3 separate regions of the Sus scrofa genome follow, and all the other regions are linked to region 1. The links are chromatin contacts, called in public Hi-C and HiChIP or PLAC-seq maps. All regions are on one chromosome and are shown on one strand. The core of a region is the stretch at or near the end of the contact, and the rest is flanking DNA. Distances in the headings are between cores, read along the strand shown. Region 1 holds the start of LOC110262080. Region 2 holds the start of CHRNA9 (cholinergic receptor nicotinic alpha 9 subunit). Region 3 has its middle 21 kb from the start of CHRNA9.

What was found. Hi-C and Micro-C count contacts between places; a contact is called where the count stands out from the background. HiChIP or PLAC-seq counts read pairs in DNA pulled down with a chosen protein or histone mark.
Region 2: a contact with region 1 is called in an H3K27ac HiChIP or PLAC-seq map of alveolar macrophages. The contact joins the promoter of CHRNA9 here to the promoter of LOC110262080 in region 1. A contact is called at or near these places in 2 of 5 promoter capture datasets (fetal liver and fetal skeletal muscle), 7 of 47 Hi-C or Micro-C datasets (blood, embryonic fibroblasts, heart right ventricle and 3 more) and 2 of 2 datasets of contacts at active chromatin or transcription factors (alveolar macrophages and skeletal muscle).
Region 3: a contact with region 1 is called in a Hi-C map of embryonic fibroblasts, with 2.7 times the contacts expected there. The contact joins the enhancer-like site here to the promoter of LOC110262080 in region 1. A contact is called at or near these places in 2 of 5 promoter capture datasets (fetal liver and fetal skeletal muscle), 20 of 47 Hi-C or Micro-C datasets (alveolar macrophages, blood, brain and 10 more) and 2 of 2 datasets of contacts at active chromatin or transcription factors (alveolar macrophages and skeletal muscle).

The regions. Positions count from the first base shown.
Region 1 is chr8:31,204,321-31,208,643 of Sscrofa11.1, forward strand. LOC110262080 reads left to right here and starts at 2,409. Exons shown (of 2, transcript XM_021101118.1): 1 at 2,409-3,541. The coding sequence starts at 3,067.
Region 2 is chr8:31,441,266-31,445,588 of Sscrofa11.1, forward strand. CHRNA9 (cholinergic receptor nicotinic alpha 9 subunit) reads left to right here and starts at 1,778. Exons shown (of 5, transcript NM_001244806.1): 1 at 1,778-1,962; 2 at 2,255-2,400; 3 at 3,288-3,442. The coding sequence starts at 1,899.
Region 3 is chr8:31,419,644-31,423,966 of Sscrofa11.1, forward strand. No RefSeq gene overlaps it. Among named protein-coding and RNA genes, the nearest start is that of CHRNA9, 21 kb to the right of the region's middle. Within about 2 kb of position 2,113, at least 38 of the 83 cell types and tissues checked have an H3K27ac peak or open chromatin away from gene starts, as enhancers often do. A contact at or near this core is called in alveolar macrophages, embryonic fibroblasts, fetal liver and 5 more, where this site is marked.

The DNA of each region.
Region 1 (4,323 bases), core at 1,159-3,658:
ATTTCTTTGGCCGCTCCCGGCATATGGAGTTCCAGCTAGGGTCCAATCGGAGCTGTAGCCACCGCCTACACCAGAGCCACAGCAACGCGGATCCGAGCCGCGTCTGCAACCTACACCACAGCTCGCGCAACGCCGGATCGTTAACCACTGAGCGAGCGCAGGATCGAACCGCACTCATGTTCCTAGTCGGATTCGTTAACCACTGCGCCACGACGGGAACTCCCAAGAGTATTTATTTTGTACAAGTTCTGAGTTTGGTAGTGAGAAATACAAGGCTGAATGGGAAATAGGACCTATCTATCTTCAATGAATTAATGATCTACTAAGAGAGATTATAAACATGTAAATAATTATAACTAAGCAGAATGCTCCAAGTCAAAATTAAAGTATAGGAATGAAAAAATAGCACAGATTATTTTTGACTGGGAAGAAATCATACTTATTGTTCTTAACATAAACCAACAAGCATGTTTAGAATTTAGTCATTAAACAGACAAAAGATGCTTTAGACAAATATTATGAAAAGATTTATTTATAATGCACTGGCCATTTTATATACAAAAACCCAAGATACAAACTTTATTATTTCCATAAAGGCCAATCTTTCATTTAAAGACATGCTAGGGGGCGTTCCCATTGTGGCTCAATGGTTAATGAATCTGATTAGGAACCATGAGGTCAAGGGTTCAATCCTTAGCCTTGCTCAGTGGGTTAAGGATCTGGCGTTGCTGTGAGCTGTGGTGTAGGTCGCAGATGCGGCTCGGATCCCACATTGCTGTGGCCCTGGCTTAGGCCAGCAGCTACAGCTCCGATTCAACCCCTAGCCTGGGAACCTCCATATGCCGCGGGAGCGGCCCAAGAAATGGCAAAAAGACAAAATCAATCAATCAATCAATCTAGGTCTCTTCAGTTTAAAAATAGTGTTTAAAAAAAAAAAAAGACATGCCAGGGCTCATTGTATTTAGTGTTAAGTGGGAGCATTTTGCCATTCCTTGGATTCATCTGGCATTTTAGAGAATTAAATATTGTAACATAACCAACTGGAAGATTACAGAGAGCAGAGTATGAGCAGGAGTAGCACCTTGGCAATTAAGGTACATCAAGATACTCGATAATTCAAAGATTCTTAAATTTCCTCTTTGAAATTAAAAGATACATGAACTCAAATGAGAATGAGCCTGATAAACAATCCATTTATCCAGTGTTTTAACCTAATGCCTATGTCTCATTCTTTAAAAGATGTGTTCTTTTCCTATTGGCTTAGAATTTAAACCAATAAGGAAGAAGGAAATCTTTGTAAATATTCACAAAGGAAGGCTGGCCCTGTGAATGCTGAGTAAAGATTGCTTTGTTCTTCATTTGAGTCTAACTTTCAAAACTTTCAGATGTTTTTCTTTTATTGGCATAGTAAGCAAACATTTTTTTTCCCTTTAAATATTCAGCCTGGTTTATATCTTGCTGGCTTGAAATATATTTCCAATGTTAAGAATATTTTCTTCTTATTGTTCAGACCTAAGATGTGATTAATGGAAAAATCAACAATTTAATTGCCAGTTTTTATTATTATGGTGAACACATTTCATATGAACAAACTCAATATTAACTTGCTAGATTTGTTTGAAGTTTATAATTACTAGGGTTCTTTCATTCCTAAAGTGGCATATATCACTTTATTAGTCACTTTTAATGGTTGTTCAAAGGCAGAGATAATGTTAGGTTCTCAGCAATAGCTACTTAAATCTTGAGATTCTGAGTACTTTGTTAAAATTTTTGCTGTTTCCAAGTTACTGAAAGTATTAATAGAGATGTCTGTGTTGTAATTTCTTAACAGGGGCTCAAGGGACTTTTAAAAATACAAAAAGTTGTATGGTTGGTTTCATTAGAAAAGTTACCTTTCCTATTAAATATTTCTGATTTCTGAAAAAAACCACTACAATGTTTTCGTGAGTCGGTGTTCCAATTGGACTTATATGAAGATAAAAATTCACTTGCATTTCCCCAAATTTACACTCTGTTTAAAGCGATTACCATAGCAACATGAACAGAGATTCTTCGATGCAAAGGATTACTCTGTCAGGGGCTTATTCTTTTCTCTACGAAAAAACACTGATGGTGGAATAAAAAGTAATTGCAAAGGGAGGGAACCGAGGGAGGAAAAAACGAATAAGCGTAATCACCACCACCAGTAAGCAAGGGTGAAAAATTCGTGTACCTGAAAACACTGAACATTTCACGTCAGAACAGAGAAGAAACAAACCCAGGAAAGCAGGGTTTAGGAGGAAGAAAAAAAGGAGCAGACTTGGGGCACGGTCTAATAACACAGCGATCGTAAAAGGGAGGAAAACATCTTTGCTTTTTTTGGCACCTGAAAACTGAAGCTCTAAGCAGGGCAAAGGCCAGCGCCTGCGGTTCTACGTTGCAAACATGCACTCGTTTTGTGCTTCTGCCAGCGTGTTCAGACCGCGCGTTGGCAGCGCCAGCGGGGGCCGGGCAGTGCTGGTCCGGGCCGCAGCCGACCCCTTTGTCTCTCGGCTCCGAGGCTGCCGCCCGAGCGCGCAGAGGGGCAGCGGGCCGCGCTCCCGGAAACCTTCGGTGGGCAGCGCGGCGCGCGCGGGGGCGGGGTTCGCGCGCCTACAGTCGCCGTGGCCTTGCACCTCCCGACTCAACAGTCCGGTTAGGCCACGCCGAGGCCGCCTGGTTCGTCCCGCGGTCCCTCCCAACTTGCTGCCGGGACCCGCGCGCAGGCGGGCCCGCCCCGCTCTCATTTCCTCCCCCGCCTAGACCAGCGAGTACGACCTTGTGTTGCTGTTTTGCCTTTGGGGCTTGAGAGAGTGGCGAGGTTTAGAAACGGCTGTGGTCGACCGCGCCACTTATTTCCGCAGAAATTTCGGGCCCCTTAGTGCTACGTTCACCAGCTCAAAACGGCTCCCGCCTTCCCGAAACTCCGACCCATTGAAAAGGGCTTGCTCCTCCATGTGACCCCAGGACAAGGGAAGGGGGAAAAGACGTCAGGCTTTCGGGCGAGCTTTCTTGGCGGAGGTGCGGGGTGGCGGGAAGACCGGTCCGATGCGGCAGAACCGGCCAGGCCAGGACTCGCTCGCTAGGGAGCGGGAAAGGCGGGAGCGCCGGCGGGCAGGGGTCGCCCGGGCCGGCCGAGACGCCCAAGCAGACCTCGGGGACGCACCAGAGGTCGCGGCGGGGAGCCAGCGGGGGTGGGGGAGGCGGAGGGCGGCGATCCACCTGGGCGACGTGGCAGCCATTCCCTGTTCCCCGAGACCCCTCCCCATTCGGCCGCCCACCCGCCCCCTCGCGGCTGGCTGCTGTGAGGCTGCTCTTCCCCGACCGGACGAAGAGCGGCAGTGTCTCCCCGCCCGGCACTCGCCGCGCGTCTCCCCCCCGCGGCCGTCGCTGCTCGCCAGCCCTGCACCGCGCCGGAGAGCGCAGTGGCGGCGGCGGGAAAGGGCTGCGGACCCGCGGCGCCGCGTCGCACACTCGACGACGCGGCCCCGGCCTCGACGCCCTCCGCCCGCTCCTGGAGCAGGTAAAGGCAGCGGGTGGGAGGCAGGGCCGGGGAGAGGGTCCGGGAGGGAAAGGATCCCGGGGTCCCCGAACCGGAGCGGAGGGCCTGAGGCAGCAGCGGGCGGCGCTGCGACCGAAACCTCAGTCCCCGAACGTGGGAGGCCGGCTCGGGCCGCCTCCAGTCCGGCCCGCGGGCCCGGCCGCCCGGACGGAAGGGGAGTGAGGCGTCGGCGAGAGGCGGGCCCTGGCGTGCTGCCCGAGGTCGGGCGAAGGCGGGGGCCGCGGTCGCCTCCCCTGCCTCCTAGTCCCTGGCGGGCCTCCAGGCCCTTGACACACCCCTCTCGCCCCCCGGGGGCCTCCCTGTCGATTCCCGCGGGGACTTGACCTCGCGGCCCTCCGAGCGCCGGAGCTTTTCCCAGGCGGAGCCTTATTGCAACTTCGGGCCACCCTCCCGAGCACGTAGTCCTTGCAGGGCCGTTTATTTACTCACTTCTCGAAATCCAAACACAACCTTTCACATCGCACGTTTCGATTTTGGAAACTGCTGGGAGGCATTCACGGTTCCTGGGGTCTGTGCCCTTTTGATCCTCGTTCCCCCCCCCTCCCCCACGGCAACTTTGATCCTCGCTTTGAGCCCTGCTGAGATCCGGACCCTCTCCGAGAGAGGTCCATTTGGAAATCCTTCGATAGAGTGAGTCATCTGACCCGGGGCAGTTTATTCCTTAAGCTCTTTTGGTTAAAACGTGTCTTTTTTTGGGGGGGGGTCCTCTCTTATAAAGAGAGCTAGAGTAATTATTTAAAAAA
Region 2 (4,323 bases), core at 528-3,027, 240 kb after region 1:
GAGAAATAACGTCCTCACAATCAGCACAAGGGCACAGGCAATTAAGAAACACACTTAGCTGATGGCTGGAGTGTCTGTTCCATTCGGAGGATATATTCCTGAAGAGGGACAGGGTGACTCATCAGACGGCTGTAACCTGATGAAGCAGAGCTATCCAATTTCCTTGCTCTGATTCCAGGCCAACGACTGATCTTAATTTGGTTGTCCAAGACAGTCTCCCCGGGGCAAGAGGAGGGGCAGGCGATGGCAGTTGGAAACGGACGTTCTTCTGGGTGAGCAAAAGGAGATCATATATGAGAAATGACTGAAATTTTATATAGTAGCATTCAAAAGCAAAGGGATAGCATCCTTAGTAATATCATTAGTTATGAGTCATTATCTGCTGATTTGGTTAGCTTTTGACTTTTTTTTTTTTTTTTTGTCTTTTTGCCATTTCTAGGGCTGCTCCTGTGGCATATGGAGGTTCCAGGCTAGGGGTCGAATCAGAGCTGTAGCCACCTGCCTATGCCACATCCACAGCAGTGCAGGATCCGAGCCGCATCTTCCGCCTACAGCAGAGCTCACGGCAATGCCAGATCCTTAACCCACTGAGTGAGGCCAGGATCGAACCCGCAACCTCATGGTTCCCTGTCGGATTCGCTAATCACTGAGCCACGACAGGAACTCCGACTTTTTTTTTTTAAACAACTAGTAAACCTTGGATAACTTGGTAAATACAGAAATTCTGTATCTACAAAGCTGGTCAGAGATAAAAATGACTAACCTTTGCGTAGTGCTGTACCATTTGCAAAGTGCTTCTTTATACACTATCCCAATAGTTCTGGGAGAACACTATTTATAGAATGTCTCTAATATCCTATTATTATTGATAGTATAGAGAGTATTATTTTCCAGTCTCTAGCTCAGGAAAGCTCAGTATTCTAGAGCGAGGCAGTGTTTGGGCTGGCGTTCAAACCCAGGTCTTCCACTCCTAATCCAAATCACAGTGCTGCTGCTGCTTCTGAAGAGAAAGGATGCTCTCCTCTTATCCAACTCCCACCCCCACCCTCACCTCCCACCTCCTCCCACAGCCACTCACACTCATTACTATACAAGATCAGTGCCCAGTGGGACAACTGAGGAAGTGATGAGAAGCGGAGGGCAGAGAAGACACCCAAATGTCAGTCTGTTCTGCAGATCGTGGAACTGCTCTTCTTTCCCTCTTCAAATGCCACTCAAAGCACATAGAGCCTAGGAGTTCCCGTCGTGGCTCCGTGAAAATGAATCTGACTAGTATCCATGAGGATGCAGGTTAGATCCCTGGTCTTGCTCAGTGGGTTAAGGATCTGACGTTGCTCTGGCTGTGGTGGAGGCCAGCAGCTATATCTCCGATTTGACCCCTAGCCTGGGAACCTCCATATGTCACGGGTTTTGCCTAAAAAGACCAACAAAAAAAGGCACATAGAGCCTTTCCGGACTGCTGCCCCATGCCTGGGTCAGTTCAACTTTCCTTAGTGTCCAGACTCAGGCAGAATCTTCTCATTGTGGGTATAGACATCTGCTCAGATGGGATCTTGCGGGGGTTGGGGGGAAGGCTCCTACTTATCTTCCATTCAAAGTTTGGTCTGGATGTCCCTGCCAGTGGTAGCTAGGGACCTTCAACTGGGACGGCCCCCCCCCAGAGCAGCACCACCTGACCTAACCCGCTTGGGACTCCTGGCATCTCAGCTGCGGGAGCTGCCAGTCTCGGATTACCGAGGGGAGGATCTCGGGACCTTGGGCTGTCTGTGGGCTGCAAGCCCAAGCTCTCCATCTGCTGCGTGGACAGTGGCAGATTGGGTTTGCTGTGCCCAGATCCTTCCCATTCACAAAGCGAAGTAGAAGACTGTGCTGGGAATTTATACAGGCTTAGGGAAAAGATGAACTGGCCCCATTCCTGCATCTCCTTTTGCTGGATTTACTTTGCTGCCTCCAGACTGGGAGGTAAGAGGCTGGTGGATGTGTAACCATCTTGGCTCATCTGGGGCCACGTCTTTGGTGGGATGTGGGATGAGCTGGGAAACAGAACAAATGATCTAGCTACGAGGAAGTAATCTGCCTTCTTACTGACTTGTGCTGCTCCTGGTAGGGCGTGCCAGGAAAATGACTCCTATGCACCCAGAGCTTGTCCCAATCTGTTGCTGGGTCATTCACATTGCTGGTCCTCGGTCTGTTGTTCTTTGCCTTGAAATACACATGACCCCGAAAGTTGATCCGGGTCCCTCTTTTCAAGCAGCCGTAGACACAGCAGATGGAAAATATGCTCAGAAGTTGTTTAACGACCTTTTTGAAGATTATTCCAATGCTCTTCGTCCAGTAGAGGATACAGATAAAGTCCTGAATGTCACGCTCCAGATTACACTTTCTCAGATTAAGGATATGGTGAGTAATATGTCGTGGTGACTCTTTGGAATGTTTAGAATGAAGCTACCAGTGCTTTCCAAAGGGAATGTTTTAGCTGGGAATTTAAGAGGGAATGAGAACAAATTGTTCTTTGCGCAATCCAGTGGGAGAAGGAGACTCTAGGAAAAGAAAGCTTCCTGCAAAATTAATTTCACTAAATGTTGCCATTAACATTAGCAGACTTGGATCATCTAAAGAAAGGTGGTGTTACACATGGCAGGTTCCGTTTCTACAAAATGTGCAAAATCGGCAAAACCATAGAGACAGAAAGCAGAGTAGTAGTTGCCAGGGGCTGTGGGATGACAGGGAATAGTGATTGCTTGATGGTCATAGGGTTTCTTTTGGGGGTTATCAATGTTCTGGAGTTACAGAGTGGTGATGGTTGCACAACCTCGTGAATAAACTGCAAGCCACTGAATGATACGTGTTAAAATGGTTAAATTAGTGAGTTTCATGTACTGCATATTTTATCCCAATTTAAAAAGAAAGGTGGTGTTTTAAGAGGACATACCTTATTTAGTGCATATGTGTGTTTAATTTAATTCTTCTCTACGCTGTAGATATTTCTTGACTTTTTCATTCACGTGAATATCAGTTGATCAATTTTCAGAGCTATTTGGGCTGTTGATCCATGCAAAGATCTGATGATTTAAATGTTTGTCCACTTTTCATTCGGAACACTGAATCAAGCAGGAAAAAACATGGCCTTGGTGGTCAATCAAGGGGATAGACTGGGAAAACTCTTACTTATTTATAGGAACTAGGTTAGCCCTCTTGAATTCCTATTTTGAAGGCAGGTGTTCTAGAGACAGTGTGTTGGGTTGAGGAGTCTGTTGGACAAAGTTAAATCCAGGTTAATTGTGCAGGATGAAAGAAACCAAATTCTGACTGCCTATTTATGGATCCGCCAAATCTGGCATGACGCATATCTCACGTGGGATAGAGACATGTATGATGGACTGGACTCCATCAGGATCCCCAGCGACCTGGTGTGGAGGCCGGATATTGTCCTGTATAACAAGTAAGTACAGGTTTCTCAGGAATGAACTCGTTGATGTAACAGCATGTAAGCACCATGAAAGGGGAATGTTCAAAACGTGCACGAAGCCAGTTCATATTCCTAGGCCCTGCGTGGTGGTCTTAAAACCTCAGATAGTGAAACAGTAGGACATAAAACCGTAGAGTTACAGTCCCCTTTTCAGGTGAGAAGCTGTATTAGAAGTTTTCTGGGGCTCTTGGAACAAAGTACCACAAACAGGGTGGCTTAACCAGCAGCGATGTACTGTCTCACAGTTCTGGGAGCTAGAAGTGCAAAACAAAGATGCAGGTGAGGTTGGTTCCTTCTGGGACTTTGAGGAGGACTCTGTTCTGTGTCTCTCCGCTAGCTTCACAGGCGGTTGCTGCAGTCTTTGGTTCCTTGACTTGCAGAAGCATCACCCTAATCTCTACCTTCTTCTTCACATAGCATCCTCCCTGGGTGGGCTCTGTCTCCACATTTTCCCTTGTATGAGGAGACAGTCATATAAGATTAGGTGCCCATCTGACATCACTATGATCTCTTTTTATCCTTTTACATCTACAATGACCCTATTCCAGGTAAGGTCCCATTCTGAAGTGCCCGGGGCCAGGATTTCAATATGTGAACTTTTTCGAGACACAATTCAACCCATAATAGGGTGTTCCCTTGTCTGGGATCATGTGTCAATAATCCATGATACTACTAAGATTAAGTCCGAATGGGCCCACTAGAAGCTGGCCTATGGATTTTGGACTTTGTATGGAGAGGAAGATGAACACAAGATAACCAGTTGGCCTCTTCCTGGTCCCAGAGCCAAGGGCCGTGGTAAATGGGTCGGTGAGGCTTAGGTTTCTCAAACTGTACGGTGTGCATGAATCATCCAA
Region 3 (4,323 bases), core at 863-3,362, 220 kb after region 1:
TTTCTGTAGCTGTGTGTAGGCCAGCAGCTGTAGCTCTGATTCGACTCCTGGCCTGGGAACCTCCACATACCACGAGTGAGACCCTAAGAAGCCTAAAAAAAAAAGGAAATCCTGTTATTTCCAGATTCATACGGATGAATCTGGAGGGTACTACACCAAGTGAAATAAGCCAGACCAAGAAAGACCTATAGCTCATGGTGTCACTTATATATATAATCAAATAAATAAGTTGAGCTCAGAAACAGCAGGTGGACTGGTGGTTGCCCAGAGGCTAGGGAGTAGGGAAAATAGGGGAGAGATTACTAAAAGGGTACCAACTTTAGGTTAAAAAAAGGAAAGGAACAAAAAAGGCAAAGTTTGGAGCCCTCTGTAAGCCCTAATACTGACGAATTCCAGGGGTAAAGCTGTGACTTTGCCACCACCTGTTCCCTGGCCAGGTGAAGATATGGTGGGAGCAGAATGGTGTAGATTCAGACCCACTGCTGGGAGCTCAGCTCACTGACTGTGCAATGAGTGCATTAAGAAGTTCCGGTCAGGGAGTCTCTGTGGCACAGCGGAAACAAATCCAACTAGGAACCATGAGGTCGTGGGTTCGATCCCTGGCCTCGATCAGTGGGTTAAGGATCTGGCGTTGCCGTGAACTGTGGTGTAGTTCGCAGATGCGGCTCAGATCTGGTGTTGCTGTGCCTGTGATGTAGGCTGGCAGCTGTAGCTCCGATTAGACCCTTAGCCTGGGAACCTCCATGTGCCACGGGTGTGGCCCTAAAAGGCAAAAAAAAAAAAAGATCTGTCCAAGGCAAATGAGTGATAGTACGTCATCTAATGGAATGTTGTGCAACTTTTTAAAAGAACAGATCAGTTTAGACCGATGTAGAAAAATGTCCAAGATACAATAAGGGAAAAAAGCAAGTGGTGGAACAATGCATACATAGCGTCAAATAAGCAGACAATATATATGTTCTTCTATATTCATAGAAAATGTTTGGTAGCAGTGGTTACCTCTAGGAAGTGGTCCTAGGCAGAAAAGAGAGGGAAATTTACTTTCTAATATACTGCTTAAAATTTTTTTAAAAATCATAAACGGTTCAATATTTTCAAAAAAAGGTTTTTAAAATATTCAGACTTTTTGAAATTCCTGTTTTGATTTTCCTCCTGAGGGAATATATCTAGTAAATGTTTTGTACCAAGATGATCACGACAACATTTATTAAGATGGTATTGGATTGGAAATAACCTAAATGTCTAGCATGAAGAGAACGGTTAAGTAAATAAAGGAAAATGGACTCTAATACAATGCAGTCATTTAAAAAATCAATTTTCTGAAAATTTTAGCCAGATAGGGAAATGCTGATGCTCTGGTAAGTGGAAAAAGCACGATCTATGTAAATTTAGTATTAATATCAATGATGTTGCATAGGAGAAAAAATATCCTGGAAGAAAATATACCCAAATGACAACAGTGGTTGCTTCTGATAGCAAGATTTGGGGGAATTTTTCCCTATCCAAGACATTTATATTTTCAAATTCTTTTCAATTTGGAGGCAATGAGCAGGCATTATTTTGTAATGTGAAAGAAAAAGAAAGTAAAATACTGAGAAAACCATTGCATGCATTCCTGGCATGAGTCAGGGGCTGAATTTTCATGTTTAAATTAGTTTCAGAAACACTGGAGTGGTTTCTAGGCAACCTGCTTGGGAAATCATGTTCCTTCCCATTGTTGCTGGAGTGTGCGTGAGTGTCTCAGAAAATGTAAGAAGAGATGAACCCTTGCGAAACCAGACTCCTCCTGCAAGGAAAAACAAGCTTTGTCACAGGGACTTGAGTTATTGTGACCTCAGAGGGTTTTTGTCTTTGCTTTTTTCTGGTAAATGAGTGCTTGATTTTAATGAGGATTGCCATAGGCAGGAAGAGAATGAGAGATATTCAAGTCTCTGCAAATGGTGTAGGAAATTGGGGTGGGGCGGGGGTGGGGAACCAGAGCCCAAACCAATAATCTCAGGTGGATGGCTTTTCTGAGAACCATGGGCTGCGGATTCAGACAGTGGTGTAAAGACAGATTGCAGTTCAAGATGTGAAAAGATTGCCTCATCATCATGTGAGCCATTTACTACCATTACAGACAATCCTGCTGAGCCAAAGGGCTTTTAAACAGAAGGAAACGCTGAAAAATGGAATCAGAGCTGGGAAACCCTTGGCCCAACGTGATGGGCTATGGAGGATGGGCTGAGTTAAGAATGCTTTTTAGGCTCAAGGGAGCTGTGTTCTTTACAAAGAGTTTGTAGAAGGTGCAAAAGGTATTGTTCTCAGCCCACAATGTATGCTTTGTGGACCCCGACCACATTCTTCCGCGAGAAAACAAAAGGCATTTTTCGTGATGAATGGGGTCACTGCTCAGCTTCTCGATCTTATGCCCCCTAGTGGTTGGCTTTTGTAATTACAAAAAATTAAGTAAACAGCAGGCATTTTGGGTAATAAGAATTGACTAGGTTACTGCCTTTGACCTTGACTCCCGGCAGACTTCACCAAAACTCAAGGGAGAAGCTGCAAATCGGGAGTTCTGGCCTCAGGAGGTACAGATGCACTTCCTAGTAGAAGGTGGGACCAGAGAGCAGGAATTCTTCATAGTGGATGTAAAGAGCTTATTCTGTCTCCAAATTTGTGAGCTCACGTCCTTAATGCCACCTAGTTGTGGTCCACTGGGTCTGGCCACCTCTCCTTTAAAGTGACAGGTGGAGAGTAGAGGAAGAGGAGGACTAATATTTACCGACCCCTTTTCATGTGGTAGCCCTTGAGGGAAAGACCCTTCCCTTTCCATCTTTGTACTCCAGGGCTTAGCACAAGTGTTTGTGCTAAATGTTGGTGCTCTTGGGAGTTCCCATCATGGCTCAGTGGAAGCGAATCTGATTCGCATCCATGAGGACGCAAGTTCTATCCCTGGCCTTGCTCAGTGGATCAAGGATCCAGCGTTGCCGTGAGCTGTGGTGTAGGTCACAGACATGGCTTGGACCCGGCATTGCTTTGTCTGTGGTGTAGGCTGGTGGCTACAGCTCCAATTCAACCCCTAGCCTGGGAACCTCCATATGCCGCGGGTGCAGCCCTAAAATCCCAAAAGAAAAAAAAATGTTGGTGCTCTTGGATGCTCCATGGAGCCCATGAGGTGGATAACATTATCCTTGATTTTCCAATGAGGAAACTGAGGTACAGAGAGGTTCAAATATGCCCGAGATATGTAGCTAATAAATGGCAGAACAGAAGATCAAACCCCAAGTTCCAAAGGATCTGCTCTTTTCCTTCTGCTGAGATGTCCTCTCCTGCCACCCCATGTCCTTTCAGTCAGTCCACCCTGGGGGCCAACGTCTTTTCATTTCGCTAAACTTCTCATTTGACAGTGAATCACCCCTTAAAGGCATAGTCTTAAAGGCATATTACTTGTTTAACTCTCTTACTATTATTCACATTTTCTTAGAAGAAATTTTTTTTTTCTCCACAAAGCCCATAGACATCTTGAAGGAAGGGATAATGTATTCATTCTTCTGTAAACTCTCTGCCCAGCATTCAGTAAATATTTGCAGGAAGGGTGGATTTAGCAGCAGAGTTCTGATCAGGACGTACCTCCCAGGGCCTGATTGGACTGGAAAACTAGCCAACAATTTAAATTTTTATCTGAAAACATTTGCTCCCATCAAAAACAATAAGTGACTTCTTAACCCCCCACTGAGAGGCTTGCAACCTAAAGAATTGAAATCCAGATCTCTCTCTCTAGGAGCTTAGCATCTTGAGCATATACGTAGCCGGTTGTTACAACATTGGATTTGGCTCAAAGGTGGAAGCTATTCACTTAGCATCTTCTGTTCCAACTGGAATCTGGTGGTTCCCAGGTCAAACGCAGGGTTCTACTCTGACCTGCTGGGACACTGATGGACCTGGGAACAAGAAGCCGGCTTCCCTGCCAGAGGGAACGCCTCTGGCAGTTTACATCCAGGTTTGTTTTGTCTTCCTCTTAGGGCCGCCCTCCAGGGAGCCATGTGTGGCACAGGTATGTCCAGAGTAAGGTTAGGACCCAAAGCCCTCAGCTCCCACTGTCCTCCCACAGGGGACATCAGACAGTGCCAGCCCTCAAAGGAGGCAGGCCACGACCAAGGGCGCTGGGTGTGGGGAGGACGTTGACCTGCAGTCAGGAGACCCCCTGACAGGCTCTGGCCACTCTAATTGTGTATTGCATGAACATGTTTGGGGTGCCTCTTGTATGTCAGACACTGAGGAATAAGGTGATACAGAGGGTATTTAAGAGGTCCTCAGTCAGACTGGGGAGACAAGTACACA